Regions from separate parts of the Mus musculus genome. Here all the other regions are linked to region 1. A link is a contact called in public HiChIP or PLAC-seq data. All regions are on one chromosome and are shown on one strand. The core of a region is the stretch at or near the end of the contact, and the rest is flanking DNA. Distances in the headings are between cores, read along the strand shown. Region 1 overlaps Abr (active BCR-related gene). Region 2 overlaps Tmigd1 (transmembrane and immunoglobulin domain containing 1). Region 3 has its middle 8.3 kb from the start of 1700016K19Rik. Region 4 holds the start of Gosr1 (golgi SNAP receptor complex member 1).

Region 1 (3,711 bases), core at 364-2,863:
CTATTCTCCCACCAGGAGAGTCACAAATGTGCCTGCTGACTACTTTGGAAACAGGCAAATGTAGTGCCAGCAGACAGCTGTGCAGCTGGCTAGCCTCTACCTCGTGTACACACACACACACACACACACACACACACACACACACACACACACACACACGGGCCCAGTTCCCAGGATGGAAAACCTAATGCATTTTTTCCCTTCCCATTCCTCCTCAGCATGTCCTCTCACAATGTTCACCAAACTAGTTGGTTGGGACTTTGGTCCTGGCCAAACCAGAGGGAGGGACATTGTCTCAAGATGAGAAAAACAAGACTCCAGCGCCAGCTGTGACTAGGTCCCCACTGGCGCCCTCCAGAGCCTGGCCTGCCTGAACCACAGCCAGCACCCAGATGAGGGGATGAGCTCAGAGGCGCTGGCCCATGGTAGCAAGTGGATTTAAGGAATACCAAGTGACCTCCTTCCAACTGGTGTCTGTAATTAGTCCTGGGCTAAAAAGTAAGTGATGAGGACAGGCTGGTACTAAGTTCAGTACTAAATAGTGATGTCAGCTTAACAGCTCTGGTTTGCCCTGACCATAGGAGGGGCAAGGGAAGGTGAGAAGGGCCTTAGTTTAGGACTTGTGGGCATTAAGTACAATTTTACAGCTAAGCCAAGCAAGTCCCTGCTGGGCTTAGGGTCTCAGTTTCCCTGTTTCATAATGTATGGGCCAAGACCAGTAGGCTTCAAATTCTTAACTGACTCATAATGAACACATCAGATGATGTAACAACCCAGGACACATGGACAGGTAATGGAATAAAGCAATCTTTTTGCCTGGAGCTCACCCTTCTGCTACCCTTTCTATTTCACTTAAAAAATGCTGCACTGGGCTAGCAGGACGGCTCAGTGGCTAAAGGCCCTTACTGCCAATTCTGACACCCTGAGTCCAGCCCTCAGAAGCTACATAATAGAGTCGACTTCTACAATCTCCACATGCGAACCACACATGCATACACGCATGCACACAATAAATAAATGTAAACAGAACAAAAAGTTGTACTAACTAAATAAATGGCTGCTTTTGGGGCCCACAGATTAAACCCACCTGAGGCCCTTTGGTTCACCCCACCATTCTACGAGAGTCTCCTTATGTTTCCCAAGCTAGTTCTTGATTGTTCAAGCAATCCCCCTGCTTCAGCATCTTGACCACAGGCATGTGCTATGGTACCATGGCCAATTATTTTATACTGCAATTAGGAGCCAGTTTCCCAACAACCAATTGTGAGCTCAGGACAGGGAGAAACAAGCGCTCAGCCTGCTGCGGGTGGCCTAGCACAGGCCAGGACCCAGGAGGTGGAGCTGAGACGATCGGTCTGGTGGGACAGGACAGGAAGCTGCTCTGGGCTGGGCCCTGCCTCTCCTCCTTACCTTTTCAAGTGTTCCAGCAGGAAAAGGAAGGTGATGAGGTTGGGGTCAGGCAGGGAGCGGAGTAGGTGCATCATGCAGTTCTCCTTGGCAGCAGGGTCTGACAGGGCTGCAGGAGGAGAAAGGGCTAGGGCAGGGCCTGCCTGGAAGGCCAGAAGCCTGGACCACAGAGAGAAGGCCTGACCTGTGTGTGGCCTGTCAACAGTGGGTTTCCCTAGGATGCCCAACCATGACTCATAACGTGGCTAGAAGGTAGGCTGAGGGAGCAGCCTCTCCCTTCCCTTCTCACTGACCATTACCCCGGTTCACCCAACCCAAACTCCATGCTAGTTTAATCCACTAGTCACAAGTTATTACTAGGGGTGGGGATGTTCTCTGTCAAACAGCTCTGAAGCTGGCCTATACTGAACAGCCTCCCCTAGGCTTCACATTCTCTACAGGGTCTCAAGTCTTATCTGCCTCAGGAGAAGAAGGGAGCACTGTGCCAGGCCTGGAAGTGGCCCTTGTAGGTGGTCACAGGAGCTCCACTGGCAAGTACCTAGGCAATGAGGAGAGCCACTCCGTGGGGCTCAGAACAGCTGTCCCCAGTAAACTACAGCTTTAACCAGCTTCTTCCCTAGCTCTAGGCCCTGCCAGCTCAGGGCCTTCTTCCATAAATGCCTGTGTCTCCAGGATCAGTGTGTAAGGGGGAGTCACAAAAGGGACACATGGACAGCGGGACAGGTAAAAGGGCCCAGCCTCAGCAGGCTGCACTTCATTCTCAGGTCCTTCAGTCACAAGAACAAGACTGCTCTGGACAAGCCACTGGCAGGAATGCCTGGGGCATTTCCTCCTGCTTTTCATGTTACCAGTCTAGGAGACTCAGCCCAACCAACCCTCAAGACTGCAGAAGCCTCACCAATGCCCTCCATGAAGGCTGGATAAAGTCTATCTGTAAGGAGGGGCTCAGGCAGCTCCCGAAAGTATAGCTTGAGGGTCCCAGCGATGGCGTTGATGTCCATGTCGCTCAGCATCAGTAGGATGTCCTTGTTATCTGTACAGGAGGGGGCAAGGTCAGAGGCTACACTCACCTCCGAGACATCTCAGGGGCAGCCCTAAGTACTGTTTCCGTCCCTCATATCTGTCCCTCGAACCTCTACGCACTGCACTCCTTTACTGCCTCCCCTTAGGAAGGTAGGGTATACATGGTGCCCACAAGCTCTACCATATGTCAATGCAGATGCTATCTGTGGGCAAGGGCATCAAGGGACAGGTTAGAGTCTATCTGCTGTGACTTCTCAGAAGAAAGGAGGGACATAATGAGTTGCTCAGAGTACCAGAGTGATACCCACCCCACATAGCACACACCTAATTACGTGGTCTAGGGAGCCATATATCATCATGTTCCCAGCCCCTAGCCTACCCTCACCCTACGTGGACTCATCATGGCTGCCTGCCTAGCTCAAGCATCCTGAACGCTGGATATAATACCAGTGCCTTAGCCCGACCCAGCCTGATAGAAGAGGGGAAACTGAGGGCCAGGACCCGCCACAGAAGAGACCTGCCACATGGTAACAGGGCCCGAAGACAGCAGGGAGGAAGAAGTCTGAGCCAGCAATGTATACTATGGAGTCAAAAGGTCTCAATTTAAGTTCAGGAACAGAAACGTGCAAGTTGGGTAACCCAGAACGAGTGACCTGACCTCTCTGAATGCCATCCTCATTGTAGCAGTGGTTAAGAAACATGAGGGAGACCTAAGTGACAAGACCCAGGACATGTAACTTGTCAGGGGACTCAGAAACAGCCTCCTTCGTGCCACAACAAATTACAGGGCACTGGCCAAGGCTTCTCCCTCTCCACCAGCTGCTCAGGTACCACCCATACCCGCTGGGCCTCTCTACTCACTGGCATCAAAGACAGCCTTCAGGGCCTGGATGTCCGTGGCCACCCCTGATATCCTGTAGATGCCAACCTCCTCAATGCCCCTCTTCTCCACCTCTTCTATGCATTGCCGGACGATGTAGGGCACCTTGGAGCGCTCCCGCCTGCAGGACACGGGTGCAGAGGAGATGGAGGGAGCTTCTCACACTGGCTGCGCCCTCTAGCTCCTCCACAGCATATCTCAATCTTGGTCAGCTTTAGCCCCTTGGGGTCAGGAGTCAAGGCAAGGAAGGCCCGGGGAAGAGGCTATCCCGTTCCTTAGAGCCTGCTTGCTGAGGTACAGCAAAGGTGGGAGAACGAACACCCCATTGGGTTGAAGTGCTTGAGTAGGGGGTAGCTCAGTGGCAAAGCACTTCTGTAACAACTCAGAGACCCCAGGTCCAA
Region 2 (3,711 bases), core at 480-2,979, 490 kb after region 1:
GGGCACTGTGACCAAGCCTGATGACCTGAGTTCAAATCCTGGAGCCCATATAAGGAAAAAAATGGACACCTGCAAGTTGTCTTCTGTTCTCAACACATAGACTAAGGCATGACACTCCTCCACCATGTACACACACACACTGACTTATCTTTATCTATCTATCTATCTATCTATCTATCTATCTATCTATCTATCTATCTATCTATCTATCTATTGTATATATGACCTGTGAGCCCTAGAAACATCCTGATTAAGACTTATAGCTTCTCAAAGTTCAATAAAGATCTATCCACACAATCAAAGAAAATGAGCTGAGCCCACACAGAAGGCTGCACTCTAGCTCCACAGCACCCAAAGCCACGCTGATGCATTCAAAATGCTCACTCCTGACCTTGGAAAAGGAGGTAAATTCACATGTACCCTGTGCTTGCCTTTTAGCTCTGTGGGAAAAAGAATGACCCGAATTCAGAAACAGCTCTGTAAGTGCTCTCTGGCAGAGATGGCAGTAGGGGGTGGGGCCTGGGGGTTTGGGGGTGAGGGTGGGGGTGGGAGGATCAGTTCCTTAAGCAATGAGCCACAGAGAATGCCCATCCCAGGCAATCCCCTTCAGAGATGGGAGGCCCTGGAGAGGGGTTCAGAGGAGAACACAGAGTGGAGAGAAACCCGCCTCCACTTTAGAGGAAGAGTCGGGAAGGTTGCTCAGAGCAGGGAACACCTTGGGGCTTTCTGCCTATTCTCTAAGCAGGTTTAGCCAGGGCTTGCACAACTGCATTGCCACACAAGTGACTGAGGGAGCTTGTCCTGGTAGGAGCCAAGGCTGTACCATGTTCCCACAGCAAGCCCTGCATCCTGTATGCTGCTTCCTCTGCGCAGCGTTCCTTTAGCCAGCGCATGGCAAGTAGGTCCTGTAGAGCAAACAGAGGCCTACTGCTGTAGAGAATGGATTTTGTGTTGAATTTCTTCTTATTGCTACAATCATTATTTGAATTAATTTCTTGATTCATTTCAGATAAAACAAACAAACAAAAAAAGCGGAGCTGCCACCTAACACGGGAAGAGTTTTGCATCAAGACCATCTCGATTTGTATAATGTCGTCTGTATTTATTGCCATTTTTAAATTCACTCCTGTCAAATTGTCAGAGGTTGTGAAGAAGTATTTAGTTAATTACTAAACAGTTGTTATGACCAATTTGATCTACTTATGGATCTGTGTAATGGGCAAGGGTTCAGAATAGAAAGATTTTGGTAAGGTCACTCCTGAAGTATGTTAATTATTTTTCAATATATTCCTAGTAGATCGGTAACCACTTACTATTTGATTTATAGTTTTCTACATGGGAGATTAACTGACATTTGGATGCTCTAAATCAGTGCAGTAGGTGAGACTCGAAGCAGAGACCAATATAGAACAATGATGTTTCTAAGATGCCAGGGAGCCAATAAAGATGCAAACTGTCTCTTGTGTTCAGTGTCATCTCATTAATGTTTTGGGACTAAAGGAGGGAACACCTAATCTCAGAATGTAAGACATTCCTTCAAGTGGAATAAATTTTGTACCATGAAGATTTTAGCATATGTCCTCGTTTTTCTTATCTCCACACAGCTGACACTGTCATAAAGCTGATGTGTGGTGCGGAGCGTGTGTGCAAAGGGCACGGACTGGGGCTGGATAGCTGGACGGTGCCTCCCTCAGCATCCGGAGTCATTTGCATAGCTCTATCCGTGTGCCTGATGAGTCAGCATGTACTCAAGCCATAGTATCAACCTCAAACTGCAGCGCACTTACTGTTCAGAGATGACGCCCTCCACTTCCAGTCTTTCCTTCCTGGTGTTTTTTTTTTTTTTTTTTTTTTCCCCCATAAGAATTTATGCTTCTCTCTCTCCTACAACTGAGATAAATCCAGCAAGAGGCAGCACTGCCCAGAAACATCTTTAGGATCTCTCCAACAATCCACCTCTAACTTGAAAGAAATTTCTTTTCTGGTTTGTTTCTTGGTGTTTTGAAATATTTGGAATTAAATATGGTGTGCTTTACATCCTACACAAGAGACTCCGCCTCTCCCCTCTTCAGAATGTGTCTAATGCAATAAATATGCTAGAAAGGGGAGTGGGAGAGGGGGCTGGGGGCGGGGTGGAGAATGATCTGGCTTCACACAGGATTTCTCCAAGCAGAATCTGGAAGCCCTGATGAGACGCTACAAGGACAACGTATGACTATGGATAAATCGGATGCTTAGACCATTAAGTAGAAGCCTAGAATGTATAAAAACAAAATAGGGCAACAACAGAGTGAGGTAGTTCTGGTCTTGACTGCGCTGTCTAGGGCAACCCTTTCTCCTCCCCTTCCCCCACTCTGGGCATTTGGAAAACAAGGAGGCTGGATTGGGAGAGCTTTAGAGTATTTACATTATTTTGACAATTCCGATTCCCACATGCTTTAGGTAAATGTAGGAAAGAGCTGACAAGGACTGAAAGTTAATGCCTTTGCCCCACCTAGCAAAATTATGAATCATGCTATGTTCTAGAACATAAAGCAATTCCTTGAGAATTGCAGGTCATCAGGAGAGCGTTTCTTCACCCATATAATTCAGTGGCCTTGTACACTGGCACAAAGACCACTGCATGCACATGCACAGCAGCATCATAAACGGACGCTGCAGTCAGAGACATTGCCTTTCACTGCAGAGAAAACAGTCAGTAGTAATACGAGGCCTCCTGGTACAATGGATATGAGCCTGCTCTGGACATGAAATCCCTGGCCTCAGAAGCAGCCCCCGTTCCTGCGCCCCTGACACTTGGACATAAAACAATTCCTTGAGAATTGCAGATTGACTTGAGATCAAGTTCCAGTGGAAAAGGACAGTAATGGTCACTCCTTTCTCAGCCTTTCCATCAACGAGGACACCTGTCATTATTATGTTTCCTCCTTTTGAACTTCATTCTTTTAATTTAAAAAATTTTTTAATTACGTGTGTGTGTGTGTGTGTGTGTGTGTGTGTGTGTGTGTGTGTACGTGTGTGTGTACAAGTAAGTGGAGTGCCCATGGATTCCAGATAAGGGTGTAGCATTCCCTTGCAGCTGGAGTTTTAGACAGTTATGAGCCACCTGACATAGGTCCTGGAAACTGAACTTAGGTCCTCAGCAAGAGCAGAGCAGTTTGTGTCTTTAACTGCTAAGCCACCTCTCCAGCCCTCCCCCACCCCTCGTTCTTTCCAGTGCTGAGGATCAATCAAGCAAATTCTACTTATAGTATATAGTAATCTATCTTTTTTTAAAAAAAGATTTATTTATTTTATTTATATGAGCACTCTGTAGTTATCTTCAGCTGTCATTGGATCCCATTACAGATGGTTTTAAGCCACCATGTGGTTGCTGGGAATTGAACTCAGAACCTCTGGAAAAGCAGTCAGTGGTCTTAACTGCTGAGCCATCTCTCCAGCACCCATAATCTATCTCCTTAATTTTAGAAAGATTTATCAATAACATTTACTTGCTAATCTGAATTTGCATTAGGATAATCCAATTACCCAGTCAATATAGTGCCACCTAGAAGCAAAAGTGATACTTTATTTAACCTATCAGTCTTTTAGAGGGTAACAATATAACCAGGTGTGGTACCCAATGCCTGTAATCCAGCCCTTGGGAAGTGAAGGCAGGAGAATCAGGAGTTCAAGGTCAACTCCTGCTACATAGTAAATAAACCTGGGCTA
Region 3 (3,711 bases), core at 730-3,229, 410 kb before region 1:
GCTAGGATATCAGGATAGGCAGCTGGCACTTGCTCTCCCCTAAGCCCTAAGCCCTGGGAAAACATTCCTGACTGACCCAGATCTTGCCATTGATGGCACCTTCAGGTGCGGGAGCTGAGTCTTCATGCTCCCCAGGGCCCTGACAGAGGCCTAGTTAATCTCCCCTGAGAGGTGTCCAGTTTCTAGCCTGCCACACCACCTGGGCCTGGAAGCCTGGTTTAGTTTAGAACTAAATGTGCTCTTGGGCACAAAGATACAGCCTTTTGACTGAGCAAGAGCTGCCTCCGGGTAAGCATCGGCCACCTGCAAGAGACGTACGGTCTTAGAGGATGCTTTCACTTGCTTCCCAGACATTAAAATGGTTTTGAGTAGACAAGACCAAACATGACAGAATATGCCTGTCTCCATTCCTTCAAGGCCCAGGCTGACAAATGTCACCCTCCCCAGAGAAACCAATTCCAGGTCCTATGGGTTTTGCTTGTAGTTTGTTTTAGTTCATTATTCCCTGGCATTTTTCCTTTTTTTTTTTTGTTTTGTTTTGCCTTGTCTTCCATTATGCAGGCTGACCTTGAACTCACTCCTGCTTTTGTCTCTCAAGCACTGGGACTACAGGTGTGAGCCAAAGGTGTTGGCTAGTTATCGTAACTTGACAGAGGTAGGATCATCTGGGAAGAAGGAATCTTCCTCCATAAGACTGGTCTGTAGGCAAGTCTGTGGGGGCATCTTCTTGATTGGTGATTGATATAAGAGGGCCCAGCCCATTGTGGGTGGTAGCACCCCAAGTTAAGTGGTCACTGAGTCCATTAAAGCAAACAAACAACCCCCCAAAAAACATTCTGAGCAAACCATGGGGAGCAAGCAAGCCAGTAAGCAGGACTTCTACATGACCTCTGCTTCAGTTCCTGTCCTGTTTTGGGAGAGTTGAGTTTTTTTTTTTTTTTTTCCCCAGATGGGAAATTGCCTGCTTGTGTTCTGGTGCCTTCTAGAAGTCTGTAAGATGTAGAAGACGTGGGTAAGGATTAATGTTGCCCAAAGACAAAAGTGTCTCCAGCTCAAACCACCTAGGCTGCATCGGTGAGGACTCCACCAGTGGCAGCAAATAGAGAAACAGGCTGAGAACTAGCTGAGATGAAGACGTGCGACTGACTAGTTTACAGGGCCATCAGCAGTCCTGGGTTGATGTGGCTTCAGGCACTGTTGGATCCAGGAGGTCATGTCTCTCGATCCATACCATCCCTCTATCACCTCTGTATTTGCTTCGGGTTTAGACTGGGCTGTCACAGGGTAGCAAAGGTAACCTCTGATGTCTTTATAGTTCTGTGAAGAAAAAAGCCTGACTCCTCTGTCCCCATCCACTGTTGTTTCCAGCTTTGCAAGGGTCATATGTCCATCACTGGGAGAACCTTAGGCAGTCAAGGGAATGGAGTGCTGGATGGATGCAGAATTCGGGGAGGCATTGTCGGCTGGCCGAGAAGGGGAGGCCCCACTGCATGATCTGAACAGATGTTAGAACATCAAGAGAGAGTGGTGCCCTAGAGAGCTGCCAAATACATTCTTCATCTGCTGCCCTTCCCATAACAAATGACTGTTTGTTTTATTAGTTTGAGATTTTCAGTTTCAGATTTTAGATTGAGATTATTAGTTTGCATTTTCTTATGCAGTCCAACCAGTCCTCAAACTCACAATCCTCCTGCCTCTGCTTCCCAAGGACTGGGATCACAGCATGGGCTCTTTAGAATTGGTTTGTTTGTTTGTTTGTTTGAAGGCTTGATCAATGGTTGTGGGAGGGGCTTGCATAGCATGCTTAACTCCAGAGTGACTGACCCTCGGCCAATGCCAGGAGTCTATTTCCCAAAGAGTAACAATGTTCTGCTGCCTGGGTCCAGATAATGACTGCTTGATGGCTGGGTGGAGGGAGTGTCCCAACCTTTAAGGCAAGCCATACCAGCTCACCCTGACTCACAGCTCAGGAGACTGACCCTTTACCCACACACCAGTATTAGGATCAAGGCCTTGCACAGCTTAAGGGTGACGCTGCTTTCCAGCCTTGTGTAGTAGTTGTCCCCTAGTGCCCTCTGCCTCCATCTAGCACACACTTCAACCCAGACTAAACCTTTGGCTCTGCCTAAAGAATAGAAAATGGGGTGGGCAATTTAGCTCAGTGTGTAAAGACACCTGCTGCCAAACACGAGACCTGAGTTTGATTCCCGAGATCTGGTAGGAGAGAACCAACTCTCACAAGACACTCTCTGTCCCCCTACCCTGTGTGTGTAACACATATAAATAGATGAGTGTACTTACAAACATTTAAAAACAAAGTCTGTTGACGACTGTCAGATATACGTAGGCTGTAGCACTATGGCGAGCCACACGCTCTCTTTTTCTCAAGGTTCCTGCTCTTGGGAACACTAACTGCCTGGTGGCTGGCCACCCAAGGGGAGGCCCCTATGGAAAGGAGCTGATGTCTTCACCACCAACAAGAAGGACCCAAGGCTACTGTCAGTCACAAGGTGAGCCTGGAAATCAGTCACCAAAGCCAAGCCTACAACTGTGGCTGGTATCTTGGTTACAGCCTAGAGACCAGAAGCAGAGCCAGGGCCACAGGTAGCCATCTGGCTGTGCCCTGTTCCCAGCCCACAGAAATTACATCACCATAAAGGTGGTGGTGATTTCTTCTGCTTATGATTGTTTTATTTTTTACTGCATCTGTTTGCATGTATGGCATGCGGGTATATGTGTATGCATGTTTGCATGTTTCTAGGCATGCATGTATGTGAGTGTGTGTGCTTGTGTTGGCCAGAAGTTGGCGTCACGAGTCTTCAGTCAGCATTCCACTCAGTTTCCTGAGTCAGGACCTCTCACGGAGCCAAGCACTCCTGCCAGCTTTTATGTGGGTGCTGGGGATGTGAACTCTGGTCTTCGTGCTTGCAGGGCACGTGTTTAGCCACTGAGTCATCTCCAGTTCCCCCTCAGTTGTTGTGCTTGAGATAAGATCTTGCCTCAGACTCTTGGACTCAAGTGATCTTTCCACCTCAGTCTCCCAAGGAGCTGGAACTACAGGCCTGGGTCACCAACCTAAGTTTACTAAGGTTGTTTTTTTTGTAGGGTTTGTTGTTGTTTTGCTTTGCTTTTATTTTTTCAGACAGTGTTTCTCTGTGTAGCCTTGGCTGTCCTGGAACTGACTCTGTAGACCAGGCTGGTCTTGAACTCAGAGATCCACCTGCCTCTGCCTCCTGAGTGCTGGGATCAAAGGTGTGTACCACCATTTGGCTGAGGTTGTTGTTTTTTAATGTTTTAGTATATATGCTTTGCCTGTATGTATGTGTGTGTGTCCTGGATCCCCTGGAACTAGAATTAGAGACAGTTGTGATTTGCCATGTGGGTGCTGGTAATTGAACCCTGATCCCCTGGAATAACAGGTAGTGCTCTTAACCACGAAGCCATCTCTCCAGCCCTTAATAAGGTCATTTTAAGTCACTGCATTTAGGGATAATTTTGTTGGGTGTACCTTACTCTTCTTGAAGGCTGGAAAACCCCAAATTCAAGCTCATTCTAAGAAATGGAAAAGGTTTGTTTGGTTGTTTTTGGGGTTTGTTGTTGTTGTTTTGTTTTGTTTTAACAAATCTTTTTTTCTTTTTAAGATTTATTTACACTGTAACTGTCTTCAGACACACCAGAAGAAGGCATCAGATCCCATTACAGATGGTTGTG
Region 4 (3,711 bases), core at 481-2,980, 340 kb after region 1:
CACAAGGAAAAAGCAAAAGCAAATTAATAAAAAAAAAAAAATTGGGGGGGTATCAGGTAAAAACAAAGAGTACACTTTGAACAAGACAAATGTGACAGGTTTTTTTTTTTTTTTAAAGCATATGTTTTAAAAGTAGAAGCAAACAGATAAACTGGTGTAGAAGCTTGGTTTCTGAACGGCTGAATGAAAGGAGCCATACTTGGAAACCCAATATGTATGTACATACGTACGTATGTATGTATGTATGCATGCATATATGTGTATGTGTGTGTGTGTGTTCATGGTGAAATTCAAATGAAAGGAGTAAACACAGGAAGGAATAATGTAAGAATGTCTCAGGACTAAAGAATATCAAGACACTGTGTCATTATATTTTGCAATCCAAGGCAGGAAGCAGAATTATATGGTGGAGTGTATCTACCCAGAGACCAAATCCCACTCCTAACGTCAGCTCAGCCACCTATTGTCTTTGAGATTTACTGATGATCCAGTTCATTTAAAAACCTCAAGCTTTCAGTTTTTCTATACATGCTTAAAGCATCTGGTACAAAGATATATTGTCAATATATTAATTGCTTTAATTATTACAGTATAGTGTTTCAAAAACCCACAGCCTAATGACTATCAATAATGACTATCATAGCAGCTACTCCTATCTACATAGTTTAAAAAGAAATTCTAGCTACGACAAGTATTTCCAAAGGGCATTTTAAATACACATTTTAAACTATAGGCATGTTTCTCTGTAATTCTATTTATCTATTTAGTCTAATGAAAAGCATAAAGTAGAATGTATTTTGAAAACATGACAGAACATAAAATTCAGTCCCTTAGATCTACTGGCTGATGGTGACAATACCATATTTCCCAGGGGCTTCATGGGACAAAAAGAGGAAATAGGCTTAAAAACTAAATAAGCAAAAGGTTAAATGAAACAAAGTGGGCCATTTCTGATCTCTGTGGATCACTGTGGACTAGGAAGGTTTTGTGTGACCTCACTTGAGTGGACCAGACTTTCAGGAATTAAATAAGCACAACTGAAGGTTTTCCTGGCGGGAGACGAACAGCAAACGTATTCATTAGAACCTTTTTTTGCTATCATTTTTAACAAAACCGATCTTGGAGTCCAGGGAAGAAGGTACAGTTATTTTCAGTATTCTGTCACCCAGTCGTCATTAAAGTCTCAATCTCAAATTGCCAGTTGGGGTCCAGGAGGAGACGACCATCCACTAAAATATCCCTGCAAGGCTGGCGCTGACAAGTCCCTCCTCACTCCTAGTTGTCTGACAGTGACCTCAACTCCAAGGTTCTGACTGCTCGTCTTCCGGGCTCTGGATATTGTTGCTCAACACCCTCCTCCCAAGAGCTCGTCCCCGCAGCCCCATCCGGAGAGCCTCACTACCCCTCACACACTTCCATCTGGAGCCTCAGGCGCCTCTTCCTCTCCATCCCGGCTCCCTCCACTCCCGGACCCAACCCCTTCCCAGGTCCGGCTCACTCCGCCCCAGCTCCTTCCCCAAGTTCCCAGGCCCAGGGCTCCTCTTGGACAACCTCATCCCAAAGTGTGGCTCATTCCGTAGCCTGGCTCTTCCCTCTGCTGCCTCCCTCAAGATCCAGCCTCATTAAGTTCACTCTGCACCCGGTGGAACCCACTCCGAGGCCTTGCCCTCACCTTCCCAGTAATTGCTGGTTCCTGCCGCCATCTTTGTTGCCCAACGTCAGTCGGGACAGGCGAGTAGAGGCCTTGAAGGCCAGAGAGTCACCTCCACGCCTTCTTCCACCCCCGAGCGCCGAGGCTGATGGGATACGCTAGCCTCCTTAGACACTGCCACCTGGTGGACAATTCGTTATTTTACAGCTTTAAGTAGCTCGTTTGAAAGCGTCGTTTAGCTGTTCTGGGTGTTCATACCACATCTTTTCAGTCTTCAGTCTTCAATTTCTTCATCTCGGATTGTTCTTTTCAGCGGGTGACTTAGAGGAGAGACACAATTTCCATTATCTCCCCTTAAATAGGATGTCTTGGGACCGGAGGTGGGGGGGTGGTGGTGGTGGTGTCAAGCTTAATGGGGCAGGTGCCTTGCCTGAATGTAAGAGGGTCTGGGTTCGACCCCCAGCATTCCATAAACAGAACATGGTAGTATATGCCTTTAATCCTAGTACTCAGAATGTGGGGATAAAAAGACCAGAAGTTCAAGGTCATCCTCAGCTACATAGAGAGTTCAAGGCTAGGTGGGGATAAATGTCTCAAGAAGAAAAAGAAAAAGAAAAAGAAAAAGTACCTTCAATCAGCATTTTCCTTTCTCAGAGCCAGTGGTTCTTTTCCTGCCCATCTTCCACTGTCCAGTATGTAAAGTTCCTTCCCTGGTTGACTTCCCTATGTCTACAGCAGAGCATCAGTCCTCTGTCCCTTGCTAACAGCTTCCATGTGCCCACAGCCTGAAGCTCACTGATGTCGTTAGACTAGCTGGCTATCCAGCCCCAGTTTTGGCTTTCCCAGTGCTGGGATTACAGACATATGATGACACGCCTGGCCTTTTCATGTTTGTCCTAGGGATCTGAACTCACATCCTAATGCATGCATGCCAAGCAATTTACTGGCTGAGTATAATATGCATTATAGTAATAAATTGTTATGTGTTGTTTAAGTCCATTGAAAAGCTGGTTGTGGACATAGGGTTGTCACCCCGTGCCCCAGTCACACACATACTTAATACCCAAGCATATTTCTTGTAAATTGTCCCAGAGACCCCCTGGCTGGGGATGGGCTACCTGGCTGGCTCTGTGAGAAAGCAATAGTGTAGCAAAATGGCCCAAAGAGTAAAAAATACCAGGTCCGGGAGGACAGAAGGAGAGTATCTGAGTTAACACACCGTGTCCTTGATCACAGCTGATCATTCCCTCTGACCTTCCTGACATAAAGATGCCCACGGTGGGAATGGTTCATTGGACATCTTACCTAAGAGAAGCCGTTCTTCCTGGAACCCTTTTTGTGGGTCAGAGAGAGGCTCCAACTAGCTGGTTTTTGCTCTCCAGGTCTCCTCCGTTGCTTTCTGCTGGATGACGTAAGTGTCTGATCTCATGAACTACTACCTCCTGCTTGCTGTCTCTTTCTTTCATTTCTGTTTGCTGTATACCTAAAAACCAAACTTGCTTGAAAATAGCACAGCGATTGCAGATCATTCTTTGTTCAGGACACTGGGCCATCTCCCCAGGTCCCTGGCTATGCATTTCTTAAACTCGATTTCCCATTGTTCTGTTTGGAGAACATCTTCTATTCTGCCTGCAGGGTGATTGACAGACTAGCGGGTGTTTCCCTGCCCGCTGCAGGTTGCTGCTGAACCTATCTGGTGAGCTTATTCCCATCATTGACTTTTTCAGGTCTTTTGCACTCACTTCTTCTTTTCTTTGTGGAGACTGTTCCCTGCTGATGCTTTTTAAAACCATTGGTCACACGATTGTTTATAGCTGGGTGTGGTGGCGTGCTCCTTTAATTCCAGCCCTTGGGAGGCAAAGGCAAGTGGATTTCTGTGAGTTTGAGATGGTCCGGTTTACACAGTGAGTTCCAGGACAGCCAGGGCTATGTAAGCAATGGTTCTCAACCTGTGGGTTGTGACTTCCTTGGGGTGGGGTGGAGGTGTCAAAGGACTCTTTCACAGGGGTTACCTAAGACCATCACAAAACACAGATATTTTCACTATGATTCATAGCAGT

Evidence for each region. HiChIP or PLAC-seq counts read pairs in DNA pulled down with a chosen protein or histone mark.
Region 2: a contact with region 1 is called in an HNF4G HiChIP or PLAC-seq map of pancreatic cancer cells. The contact joins two enhancer-like sites. A contact is called at or near these places in 5 of 39 promoter capture datasets (embryonic stem cells, hippocampal neurons, liver and 1 more) and 1 of 115 datasets of contacts at active chromatin or transcription factors (pancreatic cancer cells).
Region 3: an HNF4G HiChIP or PLAC-seq map of pancreatic cancer cells shows a contact between it and region 1. The contact joins two enhancer-like sites. A contact is called at or near these places in 3 of 115 datasets of contacts at active chromatin or transcription factors (embryonic stem cells, pancreatic cancer cells and stem cell-derived neural progenitor cells) and 1 of 9 other capture datasets (adipose tissue).
Region 4: an HNF4G HiChIP or PLAC-seq map of pancreatic cancer cells shows a contact between it and region 1. The contact joins the promoter of Gosr1 here to the enhancer-like site in region 1. A contact is called at or near these places in 4 of 39 promoter capture datasets (embryonic stem cells, hippocampal neurons and liver) and 1 of 115 datasets of contacts at active chromatin or transcription factors (pancreatic cancer cells).

What each region holds. Positions count from the first base shown.
Region 1 is chr11:76,420,743-76,424,453 of GRCm38.p6, forward strand. It overlaps Abr (active BCR-related gene), which reads right to left. Exons shown (of 23, transcript NM_198895.2): 19 at 3,292-3,431; 20 at 2,306-2,440; 21 at 1,411-1,516. Among named protein-coding and RNA genes, the nearest start is that of Timm22, 15 kb to the left of the region's middle. Within about 2 kb of position 1,614, at least 14 of the 459 cell types and tissues checked have an H3K27ac peak or open chromatin away from gene starts, as enhancers often do. A contact at or near this core is called in pancreatic cancer cells, where this site is marked.
Region 2 is chr11:76,915,017-76,918,727 of GRCm38.p6, forward strand. Tmigd1 (transmembrane and immunoglobulin domain containing 1) reads left to right here. Exons shown (of 7, transcript NM_025655.3): 6 at 439-479; 7 at 1,010-1,571. The coding sequence ends at 1,013. Among named protein-coding and RNA genes, the nearest start is that of Tmigd1, 15 kb to the left of the region's middle. Within about 2 kb of position 1,730, at least 65 of the 459 cell types and tissues checked have an H3K27ac peak or open chromatin away from gene starts, as enhancers often do. A contact at or near this core is called in pancreatic cancer cells, where this site is marked.
Region 3 is chr11:76,006,377-76,010,087 of GRCm38.p6, forward strand. No RefSeq gene overlaps it. Among named protein-coding and RNA genes, the nearest start is that of 1700016K19Rik, 8.3 kb to the left of the region's middle. Within about 2 kb of position 1,980, at least 15 of the 459 cell types and tissues checked have an H3K27ac peak or open chromatin away from gene starts, as enhancers often do. A contact at or near this core is called in pancreatic cancer cells, where this site is marked.
Region 4 is chr11:76,761,848-76,765,558 of GRCm38.p6, forward strand. Gosr1 (golgi SNAP receptor complex member 1) reads right to left here and starts at 1,731. Exons shown (of 9, transcript NM_016810.4): 1 at 1,673-1,731. The coding sequence starts at 1,703.